Regions from separate parts of the Anas platyrhynchos genome. Here region 2 is linked to region 1. Evidence: chromatin contacts called from public Hi-C data. All regions are on one chromosome and are shown on one strand. Each heading gives the region's core, a stretch centred on a gene start, on an enhancer-like site or on the middle of the called end of the contact. The rest is flanking DNA. Distances are from core to core; before and after follow the strand shown.

Region 1 (4,210 bases), core at 31-2,530:
ATAATATATAATGAAAGATTATAATTCCTGTGCTTTAGGTAACTTATACTTATCTAAAGTTTCTTACACTTTCCTTGGTTTACATAGTAACCGAGCTATTTATTGTGTCAGATTAAGCTAACTTATAAATATCTTTTCATTAAGCAAATAAGAATTTCATTGTGCAATACTTTTCTAAAAATAAATAAATAAATAAAGCTTTCCTTAAGTCAGATTGTGCAATATAAGCAGTAGAGTCTTTCTAGCACCATTTTTATAGCTAGCATTACAGATGCAAGAGCCAGAAATTGTGCTTTTAACTTAGCTCAGAAAATAGGTTTACGAAGGTGGTTATATTAAACTTCTTTTATTTCAGTGGTAAAAATGCATTAACTTTTGAAAACTGTTTCAGAGTGGTCTTCTAAACATAATGGGTAGCATAAAAAAAATAATGAATCCCTCTGTCCCTCAAATAGATTTATTTTTCAAAAATCTCTTTAGCCCATTAGAAATTACAGGTTTTTATTCAATAGATAAAGGTAATATCTGATATCTTTTAACTGGTGATTTGTTTCATTATTAACTCACTCAATAATGGCTTCTTTTGCTAAGATGTCCTGTAGCAGGAAGATTAGTTTGACTATTAACCATTTGTACTGTAAATCCACGCATATTGGAAAGCAGCTGCTAGATTTTCCTTAGCTAAGCAGTTGTTGTAGATGTTATGTACCTTCTCAGGAATACCTCTGGAAAGGTATTCTTAGGGGAAAGAAAAGGCATGGGCAGGGCACTCTGCAGCTCCAGGATGGAAGAAGTAATGCAAGCTACTTGGGTATAACAGTAGGGAAACGAGCTACACCACTTACCAAGTTTTTTCTTCCTTCTTCAAGCTTCTATTTGTAGGCACTTAACGTTTTTCTTGAATACAAGTGCTGTGATGTGTATCATATTTCTGAGACAAAACATAGTAACTTTGTTTTCTATTTAATCCTATGCTGAATTCGATACCTGTCAATACAGGTAGATGCCAAACCAGAAATGGCATTTCCATTCTAAATCACTTAATGCAACCCAAATTACATTCCATTGAAATGCCAAAAATCAAGCTATCCAAGCTTGGTTTTTCCACTATTTAATACAGTTTCAATCTTTCTTCCTCTTAAATAGAATCATTTGCTCTTAGCTTCAGACATACTTGCTGTGCCCACACCCTTCCTGAGCCATCCTTGAATCTTATTATAGCTTGGCTCATCCTCTCTCTCGCTGCAATAGCTCTTCGTGCTGCAGCATCGCACTTTGCTTGGGAATGCAGCTGCGGGAGGGGAGAAGCACCAATCCTGATCCTCGGGTGCGTGTGTCACCCACAGCCTGAGCATGAGCTCCACGGGCATAAGACCCTGTGAGTCTGTTCTGTCCTGAGCCTCCACTTTGGAGAATCGGCCGCTTTTTGCGTTATCGTAGCTTGTTTATATAATTTGGTTTTGAAACTACTTGTTCAGCTGAGCAGCTTTTCATTCAGCTGCTTAATTGAAGAAAATACCATTCATGCTGCTGTTTAGCAATATACTGTCATCTAGCGGTGTAATTGTGTACTTTAAGCAAGGTGGGCTGCTATTTTCCCTGCGTTTAGGAATTTTTACCCTGGAGAAATACCTGATTGAATAACAGTCCTCAGGCTTGCCTTTTGATCTACCCTGTCTTATCCATCCTGGTTTTGTATCAAGGAGTTAGCTGTTACACCAACTTCATATCTGTGCAGTCCTTGCTATAGTTGTGGAGTTAGGCATCTTCTGTAATAGTTTGTTTCAAATGCAAGATTATACTTTACAGTTATTTTTAATTTTCCTGTGATTTACAAAGTATGTTACCCTTCCTGTCCTAGTGCATATCACTTGGAATGAGACTTGGTTATCAATATGACTTTATGTTAAACATTTGCTTAGCTGCTAAGAGTGCTTTAAATGTATGCCAGTCTACTTCTGAACTGTGCAAATCTGCAAGAGCAATTCAGTGTATCCTCCTCAGTGCAGTCAGCAAACCTTTCAAGTCTTCAAAGGTCAGTATTGCTGTAGGAAGAATGTCCCCAATTCTCTGTCTGTAGCTGACATAAAATGGGAACAGTATCAACTGCTGCAAGCAACCCCTCTGCTGCTTCACAAAAGTATGGTCTTGTGGGTCTTTCCCTTTCAGTTTGCTCCTCTTAAGTTGTAGTATTTTTTGCCACAAAAAGCTGGTAAGCAAAAACCAAATTAGTACATCAGAAGCAATGCAAACACCTCTCTTTTTTCTTTAGATGGCTTGTCCTGGAAGCACTTTGTTTACTAGATGTCTTTTCAAGGCTATATTCCATTTTAGTTCCTTTATTGTTTTATTTGTAAAGAAACCAATTTCTTATCAAGTTTTCTAGCGTATATTAAAACACTGAGAATCTTACTGTTTTCAGACAAATTGGAGCTATACAGTCATTCCTGTTCTATGGTGCAAAGCTTTAAACATCTCTGAAAATGGGAAAAATTATTTCAGCATATATAGAATACAGATTACTCATACTAATTTATACTGTGAAATTAAATGCATTTTTTTTACATTTAGTCTTGCTGACATTGATGCAAAGTTTTGTAAACCTATATTTTGGTGAAATAGATTTAAAAAAATTGTAACCAGATGTATATTTTTAACAGTAAAATGGTAGATGGATTTTCAGTTATAAATAAATAAATGAAGACTCAGTTCTATAGATAAAAATAAGTTTTCTGGATAAGTTCTCTACATTTTATACTTTTATTTTGAGAGGTTCATTCACAATTCTTATTGTATTGCTTTTAGTTGCTGATGTGTGGTCAGGATGAGTGGATTAGGAGAAAACTCCTTAGATAGCTTGGCCAATGAGTCAAGGAAGCGCAAGCCATTGCCTTGTGATACCCCAGGTGCAAGGTAGGTGTATAGAGACTACTTTGTTTCTTTTGCTATGTGTTTGTTTGTTTTACTATCTGAAAAGTTTTCATTGCACTTTTGAGAATGTTTTTTCTAAGCATTGTGTTCAGTTGAAACATTGTTAGGCCAGTTTTTGTTGTGAAGATGCACAGCTTTACTATTATGTGTAGATCTGCCAAAGCTTATGAACTACACTCAGTAGTTAGTCTCTTGCTAAATCTTATTGGAGTGGATGTTTAAGGAGTCACTGTTTGAAGCTGTGATAGCAAGACAAAAGAAGAAAAACTTGTTGCTTCACAGTAATTACAGAGGCAGCATCTTATATCTGGTAATTGATTTGCAGGCCTCATTTCAGATGGTGACTATTTTCAATATATGACAACAGAATATCACAGAAGGATTTTTTTTGATGAATAACTTCATGCCCCCTTAAGATAAATTGATACTTAAGATTATTAAAAACAAAACAAATAAAAAAAAAGGCAAAACAAACAAACAAACAAACAGCAACATACCAAAACACACACATACCCCGTTAGATTTGTGTTTGCTAGAAGAATGACTACTACTTAGGTTTAATAGATAGGTGTTACAAGAAGTACATTGAAGTTCAGTGTGAGCATACAGCCGGTGTGCATGATGGAATATAAGTATATTTAATAACGTTTTTGATTCCTAGTCTGACCTGCAGTGGTGAGAAGCGTCGGCGTGAGCAGGAAAGCAAATACATTGAAGAATTGGCTGAACTGATATCTGCTAATCTGAGTGACATTGATAATTTCAATGTCAAACCAGACAAATGTGCTATTTTAAAAGAAACCGTGAGACAGATTCGACAGATAAAAGAGCAAGGTACAGTTCCCTGCTAAGCCAAACAAACAATTTCATTTTCTTGTGATTCCTCGTTCAAAGGGAAAGACTAAGTAGTATAATACATATATTTTGAAATAGGTATATGCAAAAAAAAAAAAAAAAGGAAATTCATAGTGATGGAATATATATGTATTCTATATATATATTTATATATATATTTCACATGACTATATATATACATATTAATATATATATTTTAAATGACTAGCCTACCAAGTGTCGACAATACATATTTCCTTTGAACAGTAGATTCTTGTTTCAAATCAAGTGAGCTATGTTGTGTATTTTGCCCGTCCTGCTAATTTACCACAATTTTGAATACGTTAAAACAATTCTAAAAAGATGCCTTGACATCTGTTTTAAGATATTTCTAATGCAATTGCGTGTACTCTTATATAATAATTGTTTCATTATACAGCTTAGT
Region 2 (4,482 bases), core at 156-2,655, 59 kb before region 1:
GGGAAAAAAACATGAACAAGGTGTAGTTGTTCAAAACAAACAAACAAAAAACACAACTAAATTTCAGTGTTGCTGTTGTCTGTCATCAACCTATTCCTCCCTGCACACCTCTTTTGTTCTTGTCATGGTGAATGCTCCATTGTAATCCATAGTGGAAGAAGAGAACATCCTGCGGAAAAAGATAACTCGTAATGGAAGAAATGGAATCATTAAATAGCAGAACTTACACTTTGGGGAGATGCAACAGGACCTCATTTCTTTTAAGATACCCTAACAACATCAACTCTTTCCTGCTGTGATAACATGATAAAGATTCTGTCTCTATCAGTTGGTTAAAACTGAGTTCACAAGTCCAAACACACATTTTTAATTGGCAAGTTCTTTCGTAGTATAACTACAAGGTAAAATCTAAGGTGAAACTTGTTTTTCCAGAACTCGACGTATTCGGATTTCTTTCAGCTCTGTATTCACTTGGTTTGTAATGTTTGTTTCAGAGATAGTCAGAGGCTTGTATTGTACTAGTAAGTTACTCATAGGTGCCCAATATTATTTTATTTTATTTTATTTTTTATTTGGGAATTACTAGAAGGTATACTTAATTGCTCCATTAGTTTGTCCCTTTTTAATACAAATTGTGGCTATGGCCCTGTAAGGGATTCTGTACGAGTAGCTTGGCAGGTCTTCAGTTTGTGCATTTTCATTATTTTGTGCTCTATGAAACCAGTCTTTCAATTTTGGAAATATATATACACCACCTTTATGAGTACCTGAAACCTCGCTATACCATATTCTGCACACATCCTATTTTAATGTGAAATGGTTTGAATTCTGGTTTTAAAAATTACTAAAAAAGAGGATTTCTGCTAGCAAACCTGGGGCACGGCTAGGTTGTACTACTTGAGGTCCCAGTCTTGTATGTCCTTGCCTTTTATTTTTTTTAAACAGATGGATACTGAACGTCTATTCTGACTTCGCTTGAAAACTGTCTCTAACGTATAGCTGCAGTAGGGAATAATGGGTATTATTTGTGTACTTCTTACCTTTCACTCCAACCTGTTCGTGTTATTTTAAGCATTGACTTAAGCAGCCTGGCTTTCCCCTGTTGCAATGGCACAGCTCGGATTCGGTATAGCAAAGCCCCCCAGCCGCTATCTCGCAGTGCGGGGCTGGCGCCTCGCAGCGTTGTGATCCTTCACACGTAGAAAAAGCTCTTCGTTAAACCCTGTATCCACACGGCTTCCCCCTTAACCCCCCCTCAGCTGCAAGGGGAGGGCGACCCCTCAGCGAGCCGGGCCCCAGCACGGCCCAGGGGAGCCCCCGGGGGCGGGCGGGCAGGGGGCGGCTGGGGCGGTGGCTCCCCGTGACACTACAAGTACCGCGCTGCCCCGCGCGCCGCCCTACTACAGCTCCCAGCGCGCCCCGCGCCGGGCGGCTGGCGGAGGCCGGTTCCTATTTAAATGTGGGCAGCGAGGAAAATGGCGGCGAGCGGCTGAGCGCGGGGGAGACGGGGAGCAGGAGCTGCGCCTTGGCGCCTTTCCCAGGTGAGCGGGGCTGGGAGGGAGGGAGCGGAGGGAGGGAGAGAGGGAGGAGAGCGGCTGCGGCTGCGGCTGGTTCTTCTCTCTGCCTGGCTCCCGGCTTCCAGCGCCGAGCTGGGAGCGGGCAGGGGGAGGGCGGGCGGGCGGCTGCCCCCGGCTGGGCACGGAGCAGCCCGGGGTTGGCCCTGAGGGGCGTCCCTCTCCCCGGCCTGCCGCCCTCTCCTCGCGCGGAGGCGGCTTCCCGAGAGAGGGGAGCGCGGTCGGGTCGGGTGTGAGGAGTAACCCCTGGGCTGGGGGCGAGGGGGTGCCCCAGGCAGCGCCTCTGCGCCTTTACCTCTCCGCAAGCGCTGTAACCTGGGGGCTGCGCGCAGTGAGCTGCGGGCACGGCTGAGGCGGGAGGCTGCCGTGCGGGGCTGGAGGCTTCTCGCGTCGCTGTGTGATGCGTTTCCAAGTAAGGGGAGTTTGGGTGGAGGTTCCTCGTGCAGCGCTGGGAGCCTTGGGGTCGCTCGGAATTTCCCAGTCTTGTATTTAGAAGCGTCTAATTCTGATTCTCAGCCTGGGTAAAAGGTGTGTGTGTGGGTGAGATACCTGGGCTAGAATGGCCCCATCTGCCATTCTGCTGGGTTTATCTCATACACAGGCGGTTCCAAAGACCTTGTTATCTGCATTCTCCTTCTGATCATCCTGTAGTGTTGGTAAGTTTCAGAGGTGACTTCTCATATCTCTGCTAATGAGGAAAGGGATGAGAATAGTGGAAATGAAAGGTGATTTCCATTGCCTCTATTTGTTTCTGCCTCACAGCTGCAATGAAGCTGTTGTTGAGGGATGGAGATAAGAAAACATCTGTGTGTGTGTGTGTGTATACAATTTTTTTTGGTGTGTGTGTGGGGGGGGGCTAGGAGGGGGAGGTCACAGACTGCTCCCTGGAAAAGGTGTTAGTGATACTGGGGTGTAAATGGAGGTAAACATGGGTGGGGATCTTGTCTGAGGTTGACATAGTTCCCAGAGTCCTCTTTGGTTCTAAAGTTGGTTCTGTTTGTGGTTTCTGCTCCTGGTCTTTGGCATAGGCTGAGGTTTTCTTTTAAAAGAGAAGCTTCTCACTTTTGTCAGCTCATCTAGTGATCAGTTTTAAATTAGTCTCTTTTATTCATGATGTATTTCCTTCCTGCTTAACCTGTTAAAAGAATAAAGAAATAATTGATTCAGCCTTTAGTATTGTCTGTTAACTTTTACTTAAAAGATTTATAATTTATTAGGAACAGTAAGACAGAACTGAAGCAAATTTGGAAACATAAGAGTCAGTAACGTCTAGCTATACAATATCTATCATATATATATTCCTTAAAATATTTTTATGTATATTCCTTAAAGAGGAAACTTAACATATGCTTAAATATCAGTCATCACTGTTGTAAAATAAATATTTTATACTAAAATACCACCTCCTGATAGTAGAAGGACGCAAAAATGTGTGTTCCAAATACAAATACAAGGTAACTTCATAGTAACAAGTAATATGTGTGAAAGCCACAGTATAAGAGCTTCAATTTAGAGGAAACTGACTAAATTGCGGGTTTTTTTCATTTTTTAATAAACTAGACTATGATAATCGACTAATTTTATTTGCTATTAGGAGTTGTTGTAAAGGGCTGTTTCTCTGGCTGTGGTTCTGAATTTCATTCAGCTCTTTTACTATTACTAATATGTCTTCTTACTAGTGGATTTGCTGTTCTGATATGAAACTAGAAGTTGGGGGATAAGTGAAGGAAGTGTGGTAGCAGGCAGAATAAACCCAATATTCAGCCTTGCTTTAAATATTGTTCCTGACAACAATGTACTGTTTCCAGTCTGCTTTTATGTTGGCATGTGAGTTGTGGGATTTCTTAAATTCTTCTTTTGAAACCCTAGTTCATTCTGTCTTTGGATTTATTAACTTGCTATAAAGCTTGCCATATTTACATTAATTTTTTTTTTCCATAATATCACTCAGATTAATGTATAGCTGAGATAAAATGCAGGGTGGGAAGGAGAAGGAAATCTGTTCTACAATAGTGTTATCATGTGCTTTTTTTTGTTAATACTAGACAAGAAATCACAGTCAAGACCTTTTTGATTAATTTCTGTGTTACAGTTGCATAGAAGAGGGTTTTTTTTTTTTTTTTTTTTTATTTCTGCTTTAAAAGATAAAGAAAGGGCATCTTGGTTAGATTTGTCTGCAAAATCAAGTCACTGATAGCATGTAAAATGATATTGGACACTACAGTCTGACACTGGAGGTTGCTTCAACTCCTGCATTTAAATGAGCCTCTCTTGAAGATGTGATCTTGAATGACTGTATGACACAGGATATTCTGCATTGTGTTCATGGAAGCTTTTTGATGATAAGTAGTTAGAAATATCTTAAATATTTTTAGTATTTTTTTAAAGTACTAAAAAACAGAGGGGAGAAGGTGAGGAATAGTATCCTTTATGCCAAGGATATTAGAGGATGGTGAAGAATACTTAAACCTGGATGCTAAGGCAACATGCCTGTGTGCTTTTTTTTCTGTGGCTAGATCTATTGACGTTTCTAAATGTAATGTATTAGGGAGGAGGCAACTGTGAAAGAATTTAGCTGCTACTGATTAAAATCAGAGGACAAATATTCCGTAGTAGATCTGCTATGTTGCATTTATTTGAGGGAAGGTACATCAAATCCTTTTTCATCCTGTGTAAATAGGGGGTATACTTCAGACAGACCATATTACTTTAATAATATTTTAAATTTAATTGGTGACTTTTGTTTTCTGCTAACAGTTACCAGCAAGCTGATTGTCCTTGAAGCAGAACAAAATTAACTTGCATCCAAACTCAGTCACAGAAGGGAATTTGTCTTCTGTGTGAAGTATATGGAATTACTGTTGGTGAGGTTTAATGCTTTTAGATGTAGGTGTACTGGTCTTTCTTT

Evidence for each region. Hi-C and Micro-C count contacts between places; a contact is called where the count stands out from the background.
Region 2: a Hi-C map of liver shows a contact between it and region 1, with 6 times the contacts expected there. The contact joins the promoter of NCOA3 here to the enhancer-like site in region 1. A contact is called at or near these places in 4 of 8 Hi-C or Micro-C datasets (F1 follicle, liver, skeletal muscle and 1 more).

Annotation. Positions count from the first base shown.
Region 1 is chr21:3,977,106-3,981,315 of IASCAAS_PekinDuck_T2T, reverse strand. It overlaps NCOA3 (nuclear receptor coactivator 3), which reads left to right. Exons shown (of 23, transcript XM_038166037.2): 3 at 2,806-2,913; 4 at 3,593-3,765. The coding sequence starts at 2,825. Among named protein-coding and RNA genes, the nearest start is that of NCOA3, 60 kb to the left of the region's middle. Within about 2 kb of position 1,280, at least 1 of the 8 cell types and tissues checked has an H3K27ac peak or open chromatin away from gene starts, as enhancers often do.
Region 2 is chr21:4,035,758-4,040,239 of IASCAAS_PekinDuck_T2T, reverse strand. NCOA3 (nuclear receptor coactivator 3) reads left to right here and starts at 1,405. Exons shown (of 23, transcript XM_038166037.2): 1 at 1,405-1,541. LOC113845777 (a long non-coding RNA gene) reads right to left here and starts at 1,378. Exons shown (of 2, transcript XR_003501560.3): 1 at 1,041-1,378; 2 at 1-169.